Linked DNA regions of Rattus norvegicus: regions 1 and 2 are each linked to region 3. Evidence: chromatin contacts called from public Hi-C data. All regions are on one chromosome and are shown on one strand. Each heading gives the region's core, a stretch centred on a gene start, on an enhancer-like site or on the middle of the called end of the contact. The rest is flanking DNA. Distances are from core to core; before and after follow the strand shown. Region 1 holds the start of Deptor (DEP domain containing MTOR-interacting protein). Region 2 overlaps Mrpl13 (mitochondrial ribosomal protein L13). Region 3 has its middle 8.6 kb from the start of Col14a1.

Region 1 (4,602 bases), core at 1,905-4,404, 200 kb after region 3:
GACTCCTGTAGTTGGGAGGCTGAGGCAGAAGGATGGCTATAAGTTCTAGGCCAGAGTAGACCACATAGAGAGTACGGCCCAGGCTCCAAAAAGTGGGAAAGAAGGTGGGCATAGCTCAAGCTGGAAGTGAAACTTCTTTCACATGCTAGTCTTGAGTTTCCCCATTTTTTATCACCTGTTGTTCACTGTGAAGTCATGGAAATGTAGCCAGGGCAGCAGTAAACTGTGGTGGTGTGAAGCCATCACAGGCAGAAAGCCTGGGCATCACTAAATGTCAGGAATCAGACAAGAAGAAGACAGTTGGAAGGGAGGAATCCATTCTGGCAGGAACAGTGAGGATGACCAGAACCCAACACCAGGCACATGGCCACTGCAGTCACCAAAATCTAAGTATCATGTAGCCTTGGTTTGCTGTTGTCAGTTTGAGACTGGGTCCCACAAGCCCTCCTAGGCTGGCCTCAAACTCACTATGAATCCAAGATGACTTTTGACACCTAACTTCTCTGCCTTTAACCCTGGGGGTGCTGGGATTATAGGCATAAGCCACTATGCTGAACCTGAGGGATGGCCCAGTAGTTATAAGTGCTTGTTGTGAACTCCTGGCAACCTGAATTTGAGCTTGGAACTTATGTCAACACGGAAGGAGAGAACCAGCTCCTGACATTTGTCCTTTGACCTTTACATCGGCACACATAACCCCTGCCCTTCCCCGCATACAATAGGATTTTAAATTTTGCTTTAAAATCATTGAAACAAAAAGTGAAATTCAAATCAAATTTAAATGGTTAATATTTGCTCAGACTTTTTTTTTTTTTTTTTTTTTTTTTAAAGACAGGGCCTCGGTAGCCTAGTACTTACTATGCAGGCCAGGCTAAACACAAACTTGTAATTCTCTAGTCCCTGCTTCCCAAATGCTGGGATTGCAGGTGCATACCATCATACTCAAACTTGGATGTGACATCTCAACCTTCTCTAAACGGAAAGTGAATTGTCTTTTACATTTCCCTTTACTAAGGAAGAACTGAGGCAAAAGAGTAAGTCAATCGTCCCTAAGTCGTTGCAGAAGTAACATGTGTCGGAGACAGAAGGAAGAAAAACCTGGGCAGCCTGTCTTACATCCTGTAGCCTTCACAACACACAGCCCTTCTGGTCACATCTTACCAGGCTGCAGGTCAAAAGTGGTGGTGCAGAGAGACCAGGAATACCCATGAATTCCAGCAAGCCCTTGCAGATTGCTAACTAATACAGGAAGCATCTCAGAAGCACCCCATGAAATACTCTTATCTTCCTGGCTACTTCACAGAGAAAGAAGCAGCTCAGACAAGTAAATTAATTTGTTCAAACACTGCTATCCTGGCTACAGATCATATGGTGTGTAGCAACACTCACTGGTGTAGGCACTAACTCCACATAATCCTCATAACAGTCCTACTGGGTAAAACTTACTGTTACTCATCCTTGTCCAAGGCTCTACACTAGCTAAGTCAAGGGCAAGGCTGGGATTCTGTCAGGCTCAAAGCCTTCTTCAAAACAGAGTCGTGGTAACACTTGGCTACATGGTGGAGGAACAGAAAATCAAGCCTGGGTCGAACTCCCAGGTCTGCAGATTTGTGGTGAGAAAGCGTAGGAGCACTTTGGGGAGGCTGGAGAAGGTGCATTACAGGGGCAGTATCTTGAAGGAGAAAGTGATTTGGGGTCATAATGAAGTTTGTAAAAGAAATAAGAAGCAAGAAATCTCACCCAAGCGAAGCCTTTTCATATAGTGAAGAACAAAGCACTAAACTATTAAGGTCAGATTAAATCAGAAGAACTTATGTCACCTTGATTACAAAATACTCTTGATGGAGGAAAACAGGTTTCTAATTCCCTTCAATTTTGGCCACAAACTTGAGATTCAACGAGGAACCGAAATGCATGATTTTTTCCTTCTGTCACACTGGAAGCTAGGTCCTGACTGTCAAACAGCTACTTCCTCAAACCGAGCCTTGCAAAGCCCAGTGCTTTACCAGACCTCCAGGAACCTTTGTAACAATCTCCTTCAAGTCTTCTTGAAACAGCCACCTAGAAACCGAAATAAGCCGGAAAAATCAAGCCAAGAACTAGAGGGAACTAGCACACCTCTTTCAGGTGGGACCCGGGCTCCAGCTCGTGATCCAAATTCTAGCAGAGCCGGATTCATCCTAAGTGGCAATCTGATTTACAACCCCCAATATCGGCAGCTGCGGAAGCACAAGTCTTAGACATATGCCCAAGAAAAGGGAACAGGAAGCAATAGGAATATCATGGGAGCCTTAGGGGTAAGTACTTGCTCCCGGATTTGTAAAATGGGCTTAATTCTAAGGTAAGTGCGCTGCGATGGGCCAACTCCGGGGTCCCAAACGTGGGTACTGAACAAGGTACTTTCACGCCCCCTTGCGGACCCAAGTGACACCTGACGGTGTGCCAATTAAGGGATAGGTAAAGAGCTGGGAAAGGTTCTCGAAGAGAAGCGACCCTTCAAGGGACTCGCAGTAATCCGCCAGGTTTTACATAAAAGTAAATTGAAGATCAAAGAAGGGAAGCATGCTTTGCTAACAAAAAGGAAAGCCGAACCGAAGGCAACCACGGGGAGCTGGCGTCTTTTATCTGGAAGTGCAGGGGCTGGGGGGGGGGGTTTCCATCCGATATCTCTTCTTTTTGGAGTGAGCAAGGACACCTGACAAGGGGATTGCGCGTACTGAGTGGTGGCAAGTCGGCGGGACGCGTGGCTGCAGCAGTCCAGCTAGGGCGCAGCCTGCACCGCGCGTTCCCGAAACCGTTCCCCGCAGCCTTGCTGAAGCTGTTAGCCTCCCGGCTGCAGTAGCCAGGCACACGCGCGGCGCTAACCAACCATCCCACGCGCCCGCAACTGTCCCTGTGTCCCGCGCGACACGCCTGCCACGAACCAGATCGCGTGTGCGCTCCGGTCCGCGGGGCATAGTGCAATCGATAGCCCACCAACTGAGTGCCTTTCCTTACCGGAGCTGCTCTCCCGTAACTAGGACTTCAGCCATGCGTTCCAGCTCTCTCTGCTGTGCCCCGCCACTCCCGCCGGCGTTACTGTCGCTGCCACCACTGCCGCCGCTGCTGCCCTCCTCCATGCTCCTGACCGCGCGGTTGCCACTCTGCCTTTGCTGTCCTGGAGGCGGGTGCGCCTGGCGTTTGGATCAGTGTGCCCTCACCGAGGCCGCTCCGGCCATCTTTGTTCCGGGCGGTCCCGTGGCTCAGACGCGATTGGCTGGTGAGGGAATCCCTGCGGGTAAGCTGAAGAGGTCGGCGAGTCCAGCCCTAGAACTTTGGCGTGGGGGCGTGGCCTGGGCCCTCTCATGGTCGGGGGCGGGGATAAGGAGCAAAATATAAACATCGGGGCGGAGCGCTGAGCCCGGTGTTTTTGCAGGAGGTTGAGCATTTCTTTCCTCTTTTATATTTCCCTTTTCACCCCTAAACTCATGCTGTGGAATTTTACAGTTTTTCTCTAGTTTCATACCAGAGGTGTAGAGAACAGAAATGAGAACAGTTTACTGAAAAAAATTAAGCAATTGAGGATATTTGCTGAAGGACATTTCAGGCTTCCTGACCCCTTTCCCTATAGACCACCCCCTACTACTACTACCTTATGGTGGAGTCAGTAAAGCACTGTCCTGGGGTGCCTAACGACTAAGAACATGGCTTCATTACTACTATTTATTTCCTACCTATATACTCTTAATCCCTTCTTTACTCTAATTGTAGTTATCACCTGCCCACACCTGCTGCATTAAAGATGTTTTAGATAAATTGTTACCTTCTTATTTTTCCCATATCATAATCAGAGTATTACTTTCCTTTTACATCGGGAAGGAGACCTCCACGAGTGAGGTAACTTCTCTCAGGCAAGCAGGCAGGATTATTCTCAACTTTAGGTTGTGTTTTGAAACAACTGTATCTTGCCAGGCATGGTGACATACCTGTGTTCCCAGAACTCCAGTGGTTGGAGCAGGAGGATCATGAGTTCGAACCAGATGGGGATAAAAAGATACCATGTCTCACAAAACAAACTAAAACCAAAAACAGCTCAACTGACTAAAGGGAGCAATACAATAAGCCTTTAGAAGATCGGGTTAAACGCATTTGAATAGCAGAGCCCGAGCGTTCATTAAAAGTCACCACCATTTCTCTTCATTTTTAGTTTGTAAGCGTCTACATAGCTTAGTTGAGAGGTTATGTCTTCCACAGTCGTATGAGTTGGTGGAAGTATGTTTGAGTTTCCCTATTGGAAGATACGGAGACTTGTGTCTGTGATAACTGTCACAGTCCTCAGAAAGTTGTCTATATAGTAAGACATATGCTGCTGCGAATGTTACTCAGTGTTCCTGAAGACTGGGGTCTAACCCTGCTTTGGTCACAAAAGTAGAACATTTAGCACTTTGCAAAGGCTCACTCCATGGTAATCCAAACTATTGTTTGGGATAGAATCTTACTGTGTTGCCCAGGCTGGCACAAACTCAAGATCCCCCTGCCTCAGTCAGTCTCCCAAGTGCTGGGATTATAATCTCTGAACACCATGCTCTGTACTATTTTTTTCCCCCAAGGTAAACTCACACT
Region 2 (4,481 bases), core at 1,442-3,941, 250 kb before region 3:
GGCCAGTACCAATTGTTATTGTTTTACTGCTTTTGAATAGCAATCTTAAAATATTTCTCATACAAAATCTTTAAAATCTGTAAAAGCGGTGCTACACAGAGAGTCAGACCTTGGCCTCTTGGCCATAAGTCACCCGAGAAGGATCCTAAGGTTTTACTTACAAAAACAGTATCTTGAAGTAGGGCTTGAGAGGAGAGGGGTAAAAAAGCTACAGACTAGAAGGAAATTTTTGCAGTTAACAAAGGACTTGGACCTAGACTATATAAAGAACGTCTCAAACAACACTAAAAAGCCACTGCCTAATTAATTAGAAAGTGAACAGGTACATGACCAGGTGGCAGGTACACAAAAGTCTAATACAAGCCATTAGGGGAAATGCAAGTTAAAACCCCAATATGATCATAAAGTAGTGGTAATGAGTAAAGAATGGAGAAACTATTATTTGTCTCATATTGGTGGAAACAAAATGATACAATCTAAAAAAAAAGATGTAGGAATTCTGATTTATTTACATTCTGTACGTGGACAGAAACTATACAATTTTATTCAAATGTTTAAACTTGACAGTGAAAGCTCAGTGAGTGACAAAGCTTGCTGTGTGTCTGCCGACCTCAGTTCAATCCCTGGGAGGCTGAGAAAGGCGAAAGGAGAGGATCACATCAAGAGGGTTGGCCTCGGACCTCTGTGTGGGCTTCATGGCACGTGTTCCTGCATTCACATTCACAAAGTAGCAACCTTTAAAAGAATTTTAACCGAAGATTATATCTTTTTCATTAACAGAAATTAGACAAAAGCGACCATGCTGGTCAGGTCTCTAGCCTCCTGTACCATAGTTACTTTTGTGTTAGTCCGTAGTTCACTTAGACACACATATTTAGCTCCAGATCCATTTTGTTTTGAAGTAGTAGGAAAGAGCTTTGACGATAAAGAATTTTGACATAACTTACTAAAAAAGAAATCTACATCTTACATATAAAAGAACTTGCTTTCATGTTAATTACGGTGTTTTAACTGCTGCCTGTCCGAAGAGCCTTTGACTTCTGTAAATTTTTTAAGTCACTCTAGATGTTTTCTACATATTTACAGCCTTTTTAGAAATTCCATTTTAGTGAAAAGTTAAAAGATTGAATTTATTCTTTAGGTAGGCATCACAGCAGAGCTGGACTCAGTAGTTTTGTTTGAGCGCAGGCAAATTGCCTACCCTTGAAGGCCTCAGCGGCCCAGCTGTGAACTGTCTGAAGCTGGGGTCATCATCTCAGCATGCAGAGCCATTCTTGGGCTCCTACCTGGTTCTCTATCCAACTGCTTTACTGGCTACCATGTGTCACTTTTGGGGGCTCTCAGACTTAACCTTTCAGGTCAGCAGCAGCAGGCTTTCCAGTTCCTTCTCTGACTCCTTTCACACTGGTAATGAAAACTGACTCACCCTTCCTACACTGTTCCTTCACCCTTGATCTAAACTATGAACCTGCCTGAAAATGTTGTGTTTAGATTTATTCTTTGCATGGAATCTTTTCTTGCAATTTGGAGATTATAGTAGTATACTAATTTATACTTTCTATTTTTAGTGACATTTTAAAGTATAGTTCTAGAATCTTTTGTTGAAGTCTTTTCCCTAGTAGAATAGTGGTTTAATGTTTCAGATTTGCCAATGATATCATACACAGTGGTTCATGTTGAAACTTGCGTGTTGACAATTCAGTTTGTTTTTAGTTGGACACAAGAAGGTGTTTTTCAAGAGGAAACAGTTACAGTCCATGTATTTTGGTTTTCAGGTCATCTGTCCTGTCAAGTATGTTTACAGTCCTTGCTGAGAGTGCCATTTTAGATTTAATTAGTTAAACGTGGTTGGAAAATGCCTCATGGCCATAGTTAAGCATAAAGCCATAGCGTTCCATTGTTCTCTAAAATTGAAAAGAATAATAATCGATTGTAATGTCTCACATTTGTTTCTAATTCGCCTATTGGCAAAACATACTTGGTGCTTTTATGTACAGATTGTTCTCATATTCTTTGCTATTTGTAAAGGGAAACTTGTATCATCCACTAAAAGGTAAATGTAATAGAAATGTTGAAATGTAAACATTTTAGCACAGAGGTTTAATTGTCAATGAGAGGAATAAAGGGAATAACTGTGGGGTGACCTAAAGAATGTGTTGTTATCTTTTACATTTGTCATCTACTATTTTTCCAGTGTTGAGATTTTACAGCCAGCCAGCCAGCTCTGTCTGTGCTTGCATCAAATGAGACAAATGTGTTCAAGCCTGTTGTGCTGGGATTTTCATTTTTGAATGTGTTGTTAGCACTTTAGTAATTAAATAATCAAGCCATTTTTTTTCCTTAAGGCTTTGATGTTTTCATATACAGTCTCTGCCTTGTTTCTTTTTAAACCTAGGTGATTGTGGAGACCATGTTGTCATAATAAACACAAGACATATTGCATTTTCTGGAAACAAATGGGAACAAAAAGTGTACTCCTCACATACTGGGTAAGAAAGCATCATTGCTAAGGAATATAGTTAAGATGTGTGGCTTTAATGATACCGCTGCCCTTGGTTTAAAGGAAAAGGAGAGTTTTTAAAAATGGCATCTAAGGAAATACTGATTTACTGATGTTGTGTGTATAGCTTAGTGAACAAAACCAGACCACACCCGTCAGTACAGTGAGTCAGTCTTTCTCCTGCTGTGATTCATCTTACTGCCTGCAGTGCTGCCGAACGCTGAAGTCTCACATGAGGGCTAGAGAACCATTGCTCTTCTCTAGCTCCCGCGTTGTCTGTCCCCGTCTCTCCTCAGTAAATGCACATACTCGGGTGTTCTGAGAGTTCCCAGGAACAGTGAGACTCTCTCCTCCATCGTTCCAGTTAGACTGTTTTATTGTAAAATAGATTTTGCCATGTCAATTATGGTTGATATTGTTTACTGTTAGCCAGACCTCCTTAGGTTTTTCCACACATGTTCCTGTTAAACTAAGACTCTTCCTTTTTATGTGTTTTAATTGTGTTAGTTCAGTGGCAAGAGATTAACTGCTTCATTTCAGATTTTATCTCCATCATTTGATTTTGAGGTGAGGCTTTGCCGTCCGTGTCCACTTAACCCATAATTTCAGGTGAAGGGCAGGATTTACTTAGACCTACCTCTGTGCTGTCATCCAAGTTATGATTATAAATGTTGACCTTCCACTCATATTTTAAAAAATTTGTATGTGTGTAAGTATCTTGCATCCATGTATCTATGTGGCCCACTTGAGTAGGCCAGAAGTGGGCATCGGAATCTCTGAAACTGCAGTCACACACAGTCATGAGCTGCCATGTGGGTGAGCGAGCCAAACTGGGTCCCCTGTAAGAGGGCTCATGGACTCTTAACCAGTGAACCATGTCTCCAGCCCTGATCGTCCACTCCTGATTGAGATCATTCTTCAGATACCTTTAATTTTTAAAGCCAGAATTTGTCCATTTGCCCCCTTAAAATACATTCTGGAAAGTTTGATACAGTTTCACAAAAATAAACTCACATGCATCTCTAGTAACTTCTGCTTCTGGCAAATCTCTATAAGCTGAGGTCTATAAAACAGAAGTAACTGGGAAAGAAATGTGAAAAGTCCTGAGAACGTATGTTGCATTTAACAGAGACCCGTGTCAGTCCCTGCAGCATTGCCTGTGTCTTGTGCAGATGCAGGGCAGAAGCAAGACAGCAGGGAGCGCAGTGCACTATGGGCAGCCTGGGTGGTGAGGAGGTCAGGGGGCACCACCTCCTCGCTGGCAGGTGGAAAGTCACAGTGCTTTGTGTGCTGTCAGCACAGCGGTGGCTGCAGCTTGTCGTGATGGTTTTCAGTGTCCACACTGACTGCTCACCTTGATGCCTCTGCATGGGTTGTTCCTCTGACAGTCATTCACCCTCTTTCTCAAGGACTCCAGTTCATCCATTAACCCTCGCCTCTTGTCAACTTCTGAATGCCTTCCCTATGTCCTGCTGACCAGGAGATGATCTTGTTTCTGTGCTGTCCCCACACCTTGTGTGCAGTGCTTACACGTTCCTATGGAATGACTTTCCAGTCAAACACTCTTTATACATGCGATTTTAGAGTCTTCTAAAAGGAATGAAACTCAAGTCTTACCCATGACCTGACAGTTTAGGAAATATATGTATGTTTATGATTTTTTCAGTTTCATAAAAATTATTTTAGTCATTATATAGCAATATACTGTATGTTTTACCATGCTTAATTCTTCTTCTGTACTTAAAATGAAACAAAATTTAAATATTTATAGAGTTGGATAATACTTTATAAAATGTGTAAGTTCATTTAAAATAATCCTCTGGAGGGGTTGGGGATTTAGCTCAGTGGTAGAGCGCTTGCCTAGCAAGCGCAAGGCCCTGGATACCGTTCCCAGCTCTGAAAAAAAAAAAAAATCCTCTGGAAAAGAAATGAATTTCAAGATGAAAGGAATAAATAGGTCTTTTGACGGGCATTTCCAGAG
Region 3 (4,630 bases), core at 173-2,672:
TCCTCCCCAAGTTTGCTTCCCCAACCCCCAATATTGGATCTGTCATTCTTTATAAGATGAAGACACATGCTGTCATGAAGTGTGCCAGCAGAGATCATTGGTGACACAGTGCATTACCCGTAGTGGAGCCTCACCGAAGGCTTGTCGACTTCGGTTTATTTCAATGGAAGCTCCTGTTGTGGGAGGAGGTCAATGTGCTTTGTCATTTCCTATAAACCATCCATTATACGCCTTCTTCAAGGAAGCAGATGTGGCAATATCAGCTCTGGCATGGAGCCTCACGAAGTGTTTGTCACATTAATCTGAACAAGCTTAGTCAATTGTGTCCCATGTGGTTGTCATCAGGTATCAGGGATCTGCCATGTGTTTAGCTGGAAAGAAATGTAAGACCAAGGATAAGAGACAGACGTGAACTGCCACTGCCTCGGATAGTCTGGGGAGGCCCATGGCAGGAAGTGGGCAACCTCGCAGAGCAAAAGGAACCACAAATGCAAACATCTTTGAAATGATGGAACAGTGTCAAGGGCTGCCACTCATCAAAAAAGTGAACAGGATCAACGGGTGTAGTCCTGGAAGAAGGTGCGCTCTCTGCAGAACACTGACATGATCAGCCATCGCTCTCAGGATGCCCTCTCGAACATGCAAATCAGATTTTCTTGTGTGCTCACTTATGAAAACTTCAGTTGTCAGAATAATAGTGAGACCACTTCCATGAGATGGCTGTTTTGCTTTCAAAGCTGCAGGAAACAAGCTGTCAGGAGTAATCATGTGCCTATAGGAAGAGCACAGTGTAGTGCCCAGGGGAGAGAGGAAATGGAAACATAAAGAAATGAATTGGGTATGGTGACAAAATCCTATAATCCCAGTTACTTGGGAGGCAGGGGTGAGGACCACATGTTTGAGACCATCCTGAGGAATGCGGTAAGACCTCATCTCAACAATTAAATATAAGTTTAAAGGGAAAAAATTAGTATTTCATGACCCTGTGGAAGATTCCCAGGAAGTAAGACTGCATCAATTATATGAACATCTCTCAAGATCAGTAATACGATTGGTTCCCCAAGGAAGACAAACACTTCATTTAGAACTTAGAGGAGGACCCTGGTCCTTAAAGAGGTAGATACATTCCTCGCCCACAAGCATCTTGTCCAGGGACCCATCCCTAAACTAAGGAAGAAATGCTTAGAAACCATCTAGGAGGTAACTTAGCCAAGTCTGATCCGTCAGCACTTGAGATAATGAAGTAATTTATAACAGCTTGTGATGATGGAATTGAACAAGATTGGAAAATCTTTCTACACAGGTCAAAATGCATTTTTAACCAAGAGAGTTCACATCAGTGATCAAAAGGGGCACACCACATAGCAGAGCCATTAGCTACTGGGTGTAACTAAGGACCATTAGCAACACCACAGGAACTCCTAGTATTTTATTCAGTATCAAACCCCACCCACATCTTAGAAAGGTAAATAATTCTGTTGCCATTGGCATGGCTTTTACCAAGCCTAAGTCTGAAGGAAAATGGTTTACATATTTACGTGATTAAAGTACACAATTAAAATGGCTACCAGCCATCACTACTGTAGGCTATCTGAAAAAAAATTGATTGGCTTGGATGACCTTACACATTCTTTCCTTATTATTTTTTAAATTTAATTTAGTGATATATCCAAATGGAATTTCCCTGGAATCTCAGATATATTTTGTTTTCCCAAACTCCGTTGTCCAACAGCAGCTGCTTCTATGCACACAGTCAATCTGGCTAGAATGTTCCCCACCCCTGTTCCCCACATCCACCCAGGAAAGGGTCTGTTACATCCTTAAATCTGCATTTCAACCCTAAATTTAAGTTCCTTGATTGATTCTCGAAAAACCCATTGGCAAGACAATTTAAAAAAAAAAAAAAAAACAAGCTGTGAAATGACTTTTCATCTAGAATTAAATATCTTATAAGGAAGTAGTGAGTAGGGAGGCTGGTGTTTCAGCCAGGGGACCCACCCATACAGTAATAGGATCATCTTCTGCAAAGCATTGGGGAAATTATAAACTCTATTGGCTGCCTCCAGGCAAGATATCATCTAAGCCATCCCAACTCCTCTGACTATCCCCAAGCTTCTGAAAGGATTCGGGAGAGCCGTACCCTTTCTTCACACTCACAGCCTCTTTCCTGGAAATAGCTTTTCACTTCCAGAAATCAAATAGCTCCACAGAACACCAACTCTATACCCATATGATTTTTTCCCAAAGACCAAAACAAACATGAAAGCAGCTATGCACAAAACGTGGGTTCTATGTCAACACTGGTAAATTACATCTTTTAAAAAAATGTGTTGAGACTTACCATTTCTGTGAAGTATTAAAATTCTTCATTTCTAATATGCATTTCAATAAAATTTAATATTTTAGCCAATAATATATGTTTATTATGGAAAATTTTAAAATAGTAAGAAAAGGATCGCATAGAATTCAATGCCTTAAGCAAACACTAGAAGTCTTACATAAAGCTATTTCCTCTGTATATAAGGAGCTCAAAATATTTTATAATGATGAGCTCACACTTCAGCAATTTTATGACTCTTTATTACCAGTGACCTATTTATTACCTATTTATAAATGGATTCTATATCATAATTTAAATTAAGGATATGTTAATTGTACAAAATTATGACTTTCATTAGGACATCTTCAAATATATAATATGCTTTGTATAGTTTTTCTAATTTAAAATATATTTTAAATTAATAATTAATTAATTATAAATTAATAATTAATTAATTTTGCTGTTGTTCTTTGATTTTTTTGAAACAGGTTCTCAGAGGCTGGGGATATGGTGACAGAATACTTGCCTAGCATGCACAGGGTTCTGGATTTAATACCAAAAACTGAAAGAAAAAGAATGAGAAAGAAGGAAGGAAAGGAAGGAGGGAGGGAGGGAGGAAGGAAGGAAATGAAAGAGTATTGTTTATCCCAGGCTAGCCTCATTAAATTGACTACATTGTTGAGGCTAGCTTTGGACTCCTGATCTTTAAGCTTCCTTGTCCAGGGCATGTGCTACCATGCACAGCTTTAAAATGTATTAGACTTTGAGTAACCAAGATGGGATAGCATGACCATTTTCCCACTGAAAACACCAAAAACCTAAAAATAGATTTAAATAAAAGACTGCAACATACCCTGGAAATTGGCCTTTATTTGACAGCCTTTCAAGTTCAAGGCTATTGAACCACCCCCACTCCACTCCCCCCCCACACACACATGCCAAAAGAATTCTAGGAGACCCTTACTGAGAGCTGATGAACTGAGAGACTCCACCACCAAAAAAATGCCTGCATAAAGCTGCTCTGAGCACACAATAAGGATTTCTTCTAAAGATTTATTTATTTATTATATCTAAGTACACTGTAGCTGTCTTCAGACACACCAGAAGAGGGAATCAGATCTCATTACAGATGGTTGGGAGCCACCATGTGATTGCTGGGATTTGAACTCAGGACCTCTGGAAAAGCAGTCAGTACTCTTAACCACTAAGCCATCTCCCTAGCTCAGGGATTTCTTCTAAGTCTTAAAACCAGGTGAGTAAGTGCTGAGAAATTTCCCCTCCAGGGAATCTATAACCATAAGAAGTTGGAGTAATGGCTCGGTCAATAATGGCTCAGTACAAGCATGGGGAAAAGAGTTCAATCTTTAGAGCCCATATAAAAACAAAACTTAGCCATAGCCAGGCAATGTGGGGACACACCTATAATCTCAGCACTCAGGAAGCAGAGGCAGGTGGATCTCTGTGAGTGCAAGACTTGCCAGATCTACAGAATGAGCTCCAGGACAGCCAAAGCTACACGGAGAAACTCTGCCTTGAAAAACAAGATGTTGGGCTGGAGAGATGGCTCCATGGTTAAGAGCACTGACTGCTTTTCCAGAGGTTCTGAGTTCAATTCTGCTCACAACAATCTATAATGGGATCTGGCACCCTGTTGTGGTGTGTTTGAAGAGTGTACTCATATACATTAAATAATTAATATCTGAAAAGAAAAACAAAATATTAACACAGCCCCATATGAGTGTCTGTAGTCCCAGCAGACAAGAGGATCTCTGAGGTTTACCAGCCTGAGTTCAATAAGAAATACTGTCTCAAAATATAAGGCAAAGAGCAAATGAGGAGGGCACCTGATTCTGATCCTTAGCCTCCACATGTATGTGCACACATATGCATTCCTACCCAGCCATATACGATGCACTCAAACACACGAAAGGCTAAGAGTTATGTTAAATTGACCCTCTACACTTAGCAGAAGTAAACTTGGCCATTCTGGAGAACCTACTTTAGACATGGGCCTCAAGTACCTTCAGTCTTGTAAAGTGTAATAGAATAGACTCGTATACCTTATAAGGAGAGACTCATATACTATATAAGGAGACAGGAGACCATAAACAATAGGCAGCAGAGAACTGGGGCTGCAGCCGGATGGTAGAGTGCTTGTCTAGCATGCTCAAGGCTGAGTTCAATCTTCGCATAGAAAAGAGAGTGATGAGAGGACGCCAGCAGAGCTAAAACAAGTGGACAATAGAGTTAGATCAGCAAAGACTTTGCATAGTAAGACTAACGAGCTCATAAACTGAGATAAAATTTTAA

The links. A called contact is a pair of places that touch in the nucleus more often than the background predicts.
Region 1: a Hi-C map of the A7r5 cell line shows a contact between it and region 3, with 2.2 times the contacts expected there. The contact joins the promoter of Deptor here to the enhancer-like site in region 3. A contact is called at or near these places in 5 of 12 Hi-C or Micro-C datasets (the A7r5 cell line, Schwann cells, frontal cortex and 2 more).
Region 2: a contact with region 3 is called in a Hi-C map of the A7r5 cell line, with 4 times the contacts expected there. The contact joins two enhancer-like sites. A contact is called at or near these places in 10 of 12 Hi-C or Micro-C datasets (the A7r5 cell line, Schwann cells, frontal cortex and 5 more) and 1 of 1 datasets of contacts at active chromatin or transcription factors (oligodendrocytes).

The regions. Positions count from the first base shown.
Region 1 is chr7:88,403,297-88,407,898 of GRCr8, reverse strand. It overlaps Deptor (DEP domain containing MTOR-interacting protein), which reads right to left and starts at 3,154. Exons shown (of 9, transcript NM_001427213.1): 1 at 2,998-3,154. The coding sequence starts at 3,119. It also overlaps the pseudogene LOC134479905.
Region 2 is chr7:88,854,086-88,858,566 of GRCr8, reverse strand. Mrpl13 (mitochondrial ribosomal protein L13) reads left to right here. Exons shown (of 7, transcript NM_001006985.1): 3 at 2,396-2,489. Among named protein-coding and RNA genes, the nearest start is that of Mrpl13, 6.5 kb to the left of the region's middle. Within about 2 kb of position 2,691, at least 8 of the 93 cell types and tissues checked have an H3K27ac peak or open chromatin away from gene starts, as enhancers often do. A contact at or near this core is called in the A7r5 cell line, where this site is marked.
Region 3 is chr7:88,600,948-88,605,577 of GRCr8, reverse strand. No RefSeq gene overlaps it. Among named protein-coding and RNA genes, the nearest start is that of Col14a1, 8.6 kb to the left of the region's middle. Within about 2 kb of position 1,422, at least 4 of the 93 cell types and tissues checked have an H3K27ac peak or open chromatin away from gene starts, as enhancers often do. A contact at or near this core is called in the A7r5 cell line, where this site is marked.